Regions from separate parts of the Danio rerio genome. Here region 1 is linked to region 2. The links are chromatin contacts, called in public Hi-C maps. All regions are on one chromosome and are shown on one strand. Each heading gives the region's core, a stretch centred on a gene start, on an enhancer-like site or on the middle of the called end of the contact. The rest is flanking DNA. Distances are from core to core; before and after follow the strand shown. Region 1 overlaps magi1b (membrane associated guanylate kinase, WW and PDZ domain containing 1b). Region 2 overlaps magi1b (membrane associated guanylate kinase, WW and PDZ domain containing 1b).

What was found. A called contact is a pair of places that touch in the nucleus more often than the background predicts.
Region 1: a contact with region 2 is called in a Hi-C map of an unstated tissue, with 2.1 times the contacts expected there. The contact joins two enhancer-like sites. A contact is called at or near these places in 1 of 18 Hi-C or Micro-C datasets (an unstated tissue) and 1 of 4 datasets of contacts at active chromatin or transcription factors (gastrula embryo).

What each region holds. Positions count from the first base shown.
Region 1 is chr11:21,110,162-21,114,056 of GRCz12tu, forward strand. It overlaps magi1b (membrane associated guanylate kinase, WW and PDZ domain containing 1b), which reads left to right. Exons shown (of 22, transcript NM_001007063.2): 4 at 1,460-1,666. Among named protein-coding and RNA genes, the nearest start is that of rhol, 78 kb to the right of the region's middle. Within about 2 kb of position 1,775, at least 21 of the 62 cell types and tissues checked have an H3K27ac peak or open chromatin away from gene starts, as enhancers often do.
Region 2 is chr11:21,067,432-21,071,494 of GRCz12tu, forward strand. All of the region lies in intron 2 of magi1b (membrane associated guanylate kinase, WW and PDZ domain containing 1b), which reads left to right. Among named protein-coding and RNA genes, the nearest start is that of magi1b, 100 kb to the left of the region's middle. Within about 2 kb of position 2,375, at least 6 of the 62 cell types and tissues checked have an H3K27ac peak or open chromatin away from gene starts, as enhancers often do.

The sequences.
Region 1 (3,895 bases), core at 525-3,024, 42 kb after region 2:
TTTCAAAAATCTAATTTTAGTCCTTAAAAAGTCATACTGAAATATTGTGTTGTAGATCTTAAATCATTTTTACAGGTCTTAATTTACCTATGTTTATGTAAAGCTATACCAAACACCCATCAAGTCACTAATAATATATTTCAATAAAAGTTTTAAGAAGCGTTTATTTATTAACTCTATTTAATCATTAATATGGTTTAATTATCTTCTCTAAAATAACATTTGCTTTTAAAATAGATTTTAACTTTAACTTTTGGGCTTTAAAATAGTTTTTTTCAGCATTTACCCTTGTGTAAGTCTGAAATTTTATTCATTATAGTCTTAAATTTGACTTGAAACCTGTAGAAACCCTGTATATTATTATTTATTTATTTATTTTTATTTTTATCAGGATCCCCATTAGCCACTAACAAGGTAGCTATTCTTCCTGGGGTCCATCGAGCACAGAACAAAATGACATTAATTCATAACAACAAAGTGCAATAAAAACAAACAAAAAAACAAATTCATACATAACATCCAGATCAACAATCCACTTAATATTGTGCTATTAAATATTTTTTCAACAATTTTTTAAAGCCTCATTTTACTTGTTACAAAGCATGTAATGTCTGAAGGCATTCATTCCATGTTTTCATTCCTCTATAAACGGTGGAAGTCCGAATCATTAGTCCCCCTTTGATTCCTAAATGATGCTTAACAGGGCAAAGAAACTTTCACAGGATGAGTGATAATATTTTTTCTTCTGGAGAAAGTCTTTTTTTTATTTAGGCTAGAATAAAAGCAGTTATAAGTTTTTTAAAAACCATTTTAAGGACAATATTACTAACCCCTTTAGATTTTTCCGATAGTCTACAGAACAAACCATCGTTATAAAATAACCTAATTTGCCTAATTAACCTAGTTAAGGCTTTACATGTCTCTTTAAGCTGTATAGAAGTGTCTTTAAAAGTATGTAGTAAAATATAATTTACTGTCATCATGGCAAAGATAAAATAAATCAGTGATTAGAAATGAGTTGAAATGTGAGGATGATAAATCTGGTCTAAACTCTCAAAATCGAGTGTTTTGAAATGTGTTGAAACAATCTTCTTATCAATAAACAGAAATTGAATAAAAAAATAAACAGGGGGGCTAATAATTCTGACTTCAACTGTATTACAGTACAACATTTTTATTCTACAAATTCCACTTTTTCTGGCTGTTTGCAGTGTTTTTTGAATTATGAGGCACTAAAAGAAATTTGACTCAAACATGTTAAAAAATAAATGAAAATTGACAAATGAAATCTTATATTTAATAAAACACTTCCTCATTTGCAAACTTAAACATAGGATTTAAAAAAAATCAAATAATGTAATCAATCAACTGGGGAAATATAGTGACAACTATTATTTTGGAATCATCCTATCCACCCTATGTCTTTCCTTGAATTCTGCCAATATCCTCTTGTTTCTAGGTAACTATTATGGCACACCCAAGCCGCCTATTAAGCCCCCTAGTGGCAAAGTGATCACTGGCGATGCTCTTCAAGACAGCCTTCCCGGATCCCAGCCGTCCACCCCGCGTCGCACCAAGTCCTACAATGAGATGCAAAATGCTGGAATAGTGCCTACAGAGACTGAGGATGATGACGAGGTTCCTGAAATGAACAGCAGCTTCACAGGTCAGCACTGAGACGCTTTGTTTGCATTTGTGTCTGGCACATGGAGGAAGAGATGAGTGAGTGATGCCTCTTTGTTGCTTTTCCTCTTCCTTCGCCATTGCCCGTTCAGGAAGGAAAGGGGGAAAGAGCGCCATCTGGCTGTGGCGGAGGGGTTTGTTTGTGTTAGAAAGCAGCAAGATGGACTCTAGCTGTCCTTATGTATTGATCGGACAGTTATGCGATGCCAACTTTCACAACAGTGTTGAATGAGGTGCATTTTTTGTGTCGAACTGAGGTGTTTACAGGCTTGCGGTCTGATTACTAATAGGCAACAGTAAGTACAGATTGTGGAAATGGTTAAACATTAAAGTAGGTGCATTTCGTTGTTTTGAAATGCAAATTAATGGCCCTGTTTGCAACTGGTAAGATGTGTTTTTGTTCATGAGATTTAATGCTGGTTTTACTGATTTTTCTGACCGCTTTTGATTACTTTGGCATTGTCACCTGGTATTAGATGGATAGGGAGTTAATAATATGCCAAAACAATATGAATTTGAATTGTGTTAATTTGAATTATTGACAATTGACAAATCTGAATTTTCATATGACATTAAAAATCCTTTTGAATTTGAATTTCTTAATTTGAATTTGGGCGAGGCAGTGGCGCAGTAGGTAGTGCTGTCGCCTCACAGCAAGAAGGTCACTGGTTCGAATCTCGGCTCAGTTGGCGTTTCTGTGTGGAGTTTGGATGTTTTCCCTGCCTTCGCATGGGTTTCCTCCGGGTGCTCCATTTTCCCCCACAGTCCAAAGACATGCGATACAAGTGGATTGGGTAGGCTAAATTGTCCGTAGTGTATGAGTGTGTGTGTGAATGTGTATGTGGATGTTTCCCAGAGATGGGTTGCGGCTGGAAGGGCATCCGCTGCGTAAAAACTTGCTGGATGGGTTGGCGGTTCATTCCGCTGTGGCGTCCCCGGATTAATGGAGAGACTAAGCCGACTAGAAAATCTATGAATGAATTTGAATTTGTATTTCAAAACTTAAATATTGAACATCTGAAATTAAAAACAACTGAGTTTTTCAAGGCTGATTTTCTTTTATAGACGTATTTTCAAACTCATCGACTGCAGATGTCCCGTTTGTAAAAGTAAAGTTTCAAGTTTTCAAGATGAAGAAATTCAGACTGATTCAATAACCTAAAATTCAAAACCAGAAATTCAGATTGTGCAATTCAGATTCAGCAGACAGTAGGTCAGGGGTGATCAACGGTGAAGTGTAGATGATTACCGAAAAGTCAGATAAAAATTCTGATTTATTAAATTACAATTGTCAATAATTGAAATTAACACAATTTAAATTCAGATTGTTTTGGCATATTATTAGTTCCATAGAAGGATAGTTCATTAAAAAATAATTTATATTTCATTTACTCGCCCTTGACTTCTTCCAAACCATTTTTGTTTTGTTATGTAGAACATGAAAGAAATATTTTAAAGAATGTTTAGAAACCAGTAACTATTAACATCCATAGTTGGAAAAACAAAGACTATGGAAGTCAATGGTTGCCGGTTTCCAACATTCTTCAAAATATCTTCTTTTGTTTTGAACAGAAAAAACCTCAGATGGTTTGGAAGAAGTCAGAGGCTTGTAAATGTTGACAGAATTTACATTTGTGTGTAAACTGACCTTTTAAGATACGTTTTTTAAGTGAACGGCAATACTTAATACAGGGTTAAATTTAGTTTATTATTTTTGAGTTTGTACATTTTTCAACACTTTGGCCTTGTTTACAACTGGTTTTAAGATATGTCTTGGTCGACTAGATTACAAGTAGATGAGAGAGACATTCCCATAATGTTTAAATGTTAGGTGAATAGATGTTTTAAGCCCTCTTTTAACCGCTTTATTAAGGAGAGTGTATGTATAAGCTTTTTCAGAGCCTTCCATCTAATATTGGCAAATAAGCTTGCACCATTTTTGTACTGTACTAAAAAACGTTGGGAGCCCCATTTTTGTTTAAACACTTTTACAGTTAAAACTACTAGTAAATCTTAAAGCAGTGATATTAATGAAATATATTATGGAATGTAAACTGCCAAATAGTGCAGCATTTATACAATTTTTAAATATAAAGTTGAAGTCAGAATTTTTAGCCCCCCTGAATTATTCGCCCCCTGTCCCCAATTTGTGTTTAACGGAGAGAAAAAATTTTTCAACACATTTCTAAACATAATAGTTTTAATAACTCAC
Region 2 (4,063 bases), core at 1,125-3,624:
TTGATGTCTGTGCGTAAAGGTTTCCCTATCCAAGAGCGAAAGTGAAAGTAAATCGATTATCTCTCATTCTTGTGCGGAAGATGCTTTGTTTAACAGTTTTCTGTTAAAACAACTGTTAACTGTTAACTGTTTGCTTGTGAAATGCTCAATTTTTCCACTTAGACTTACTTTACATCTTGTAAATAGCAAATGCGCTTATGGCGCGATGCAGCTGGCTCTTAAGGGGAATGGGAGATGAGACTATGATTGGTTTATTCTCAAAACACACCTATAACTCATTAAGAAAATAAACTCAACCCTTTTAGACCATGCGCCACGGCGTGAATTGGATTTTCCCGTCCTTAAATTAGCAAAAATGCATTCTGACACGCCCTGAAAGTGTTGTGCCCTGTGCGCATGAACCGTCAAAATAAAGCCCCATGTGTCGACACACTAACCACTACACCACTGGTGTCGACAAATACCGTATTTGTGCTGTAATTGATTTTCAGTAAGTTACCGGTGAACTGCTGCTGTTCTACAGGAAATTGCTAACAGTTTATGTTAATACGTTTAAATGTAATTCATGAACCTTTAGTAATGAACCAAATATGGTGATCTGTTGAAACATTACTTATTATTATTAATGTTAAACATTTTTTTACAACTTTTTTTTTCTTACATCTGACATCCTTGGGGCTGCTTATTTGCACATATGCAGTGGTCCTTTGCCATAAAGTGGTTCAGCTTTCGCGGTCTCGCAGTGTCCGATTTTTTTTGGTGTGCAATTTGACATGCTTTTTTTTTTTTTTAACAGTTCATTGTGTTCTGGCTCCTGATTAGCTGATCAATGATCGGCTGTGTCCTGATTGGCTGTAGACCATTGTCAATCAATCTCCTCCATTTCATGTCTCCCGTACAGTACAGAATGCATTCATCTTGCTAAATTGGCATAAATCTTCGATCGCCAGCAGTGTGACTCTGAAGTGCTGTACTGTATGTTTGCCAGTTTTCTCCTCAACAAACCCCATAATGTCGACGAAACATTCTGCACCGTCAAAGGCATAGAGTGTTTAATGTGTACAATTCTTTGTTAATGAATGTTACAGAACACTGTATAACAGTAAACCGATAAACTGTAATAAATATTGTTAGTGGAAACTGTGGAGCATTGTGATGGTGTAAAATTAAAGCATACAACACTGAAGCCTATTGAATAATTTGTTCATTACTACAGTTGTTTTGTACCACAGCTACAATATAATTACTATGACAGCTTCATGTAATTATAGTATACTTCCAAACACTAGTATTTACTATAGTATTTTTCATGTAACGTTAACGTTATAGCTTATACAGTATATGCCACCTCGATGACAGGCAAATATTAGTTCAGTAGGAAACTCAGCCCTCTTAATGATATAAGGATCATGCTCAGCATATGTGCTTATTTCCTATTTATAAATATGATATAAATCGCAAACATACAGACTTTTCACTATGTCTCTCATTCAGTTTTTTACCTCCTGCCCTCTACCTGAATTTTGCACATCACCAGAACATGATTGAAAACAACTTATAATTTCCCAACAACAAAATTGTGGCTAGTGAAAATGGCAAGTGGCTAGTAACGTTGGAAAACTACTAGCCACAGCGGCTGGTGGTCAAAAAAGTTAATGTCAAGCCCTGATTATTGGACTTTTCAAAAGTTTGAAAAAGTGACTTTTATGAACATTTTTAATAGCTTAAAGTGATAGATTGTCTGGGTCTGTGTTGTTTATTATGCTGCAAGAACCTGGTAATAAGTTGCCAGTACATTTTCTGTTATTCTACAAACTTGGTTCTCTATATATTTTTTCTTAAACAATATCTTATCCCAAACTACAGACATGTCAATAAAAAGTCACTTTGTTAAACTGTAAAGTTGAATTCTTCAACATCAAAAGTGGACAGAGCAGAGATCAAGATCTCCTAATTCAATTCACAAGCGTAAATAAAAGGAAAACACAAAGTACGTAAACTGTTAATTAACAGATATTATTACAATGTATCCCATTTGCACTTCTTATTCTTAACTAGCGGCTAGTTTCGATGGGGTGCTAACATGATGAGAGCACATGCGTTTTAATATCCATTTTAATGGAGCAGCCGGCGTCTTTCTGTCAATTACCTGATAATCGTACATGACGTGGAGCTGGTGAACATGACAGCGATGAGTCAGGATTGATCAGAGCTCATGAATGTGAGGGTCAGTTGTGTTCATGCATGGCCAATGTGGAGGGGTGCAGCTGTCTCTTTTGTGCATTGATGGCCCGGGCTGATAGTGGCCTCACCAGGTGGCCAGTGGCTGGGAGTGTGTGCAGAAATGTGTGTTTGCGTTGGGGGTGTAGGAGAGTAACAATAAAGGCATGTGACCCTGAGACTGGACTGTGTGTCACTAATGCAATTGCAGATACAGAGGAAGAGTCAGCTGTCATTATGTGCGTCTACACTGACGAAGGTCTATTGAATCATGACATGAGTCAGTGTTACTGTGAACTGAGTCAAATCCGTGTTATTGGATCAGTAACAATGATTGTATTTTTATTTTTATTCAGAGAGTTATCAAGGAATACTTGATTCCGAATTCTCAGTCATACATTCTGTCATAATGTTTTTTGGTTTGTTCTGTTTTTTCAGGCAACATAATTTAATTGTAATAATTTTTTTTTGGTTTACCAAATAATTTACATTCATATAATAATAATAATTGTATTTATTATAACAATGGTTATTGGGGTTGTTCTTTTATGTATATAATAAACAGTTATGTCTGGCTCATCAATGTATTAGAGCAATTCCAACATAACAACATTCAAAACATAAATTGACAGAGAAAGTATATGATAGCATTATATTGAAACATCGGTTTATACTTTCCTAAACAACTAAACACAGAGTTATGGAAGCAGAAAAATATTAATCTGTAAACATTTTTTCAATATTTTTAATGAGGTAATAAAGTTTGCACTGTACGCTCGCAGTTTTTAAACAATTTTTTGTTGTGTTAATCTTGTCAATATTATAATTCAGAAGGTCATGCTTTGCACTCATTAAATAATTTTCTGAATGTAGAATAAAAACTATACAAAGTAATTTTTTAAATAATGCGAATCATGACATTCTGAATTATATTTTTAAACATGGGTTATGGATGTGATGAACAAAGTTACGGAGTTGACAGTATACAATATATTTTGTAGAAATTCTTAAACTGTACAACCCAAAAGAAATAATGCCAATCAAAAGGATAAGAGTTGACTCACTATAGAACAAAGCTGATTGATTTTATGTTGGGAAAAGCTGTTTTGGATGTGACCGATGTGAAATTGGCACTTGTGTGATTTTGGTAAACCAAATATAATTGTTTGAAAACATTAACAGAGACACTTTTGAGTATTTTTAAAAGCACTGTCAATTATTTGCACAAACAATGCAGTAATGGTTTCACTAATATTTTCAAATTGCTCATCACTTATTTATTATTTTTCATTAATTATATTATTTTTGTTGTTTAGACAATTCTTATATACGTGTATATAAATACATAATTATACAATTATGGGCAGCCATTGTTATTATTACTGTTATGTATTATTATTTGACTATATGTATGCATTTATTTATTTATACATTTTTTTCTTTGTGTTTAACAGCATCTGTAATAGACGTGCATCTAATGCAGTAATGTCTAGCCAACTATTACTATTAACATTATTACTAATTATTTTATATTATGTTTACAGTTGTGTTATATCTTTTCAATTCATGTTTTAATATAATATATTTAAAAGTTTAGTGTTACATGTTAAATGCAGTTGAAGTCAGTTATTAGCCCCCCTTTTAATTTTTTTCTCCAATTTCTGTTTAATGGAGAAAAGATTTCTTCAACACATTTCTAAACGTAATAGTTTTAATAACTCATTTATAATCACTGATTTATTTTATTCTTTGCCATGATGACAGAAAATAATATTTTGCTAGATATTTTTTCAAGATACTTCTATACAGCTTAAAGTGACATTTAAAGGCTTAACTAGGCTAA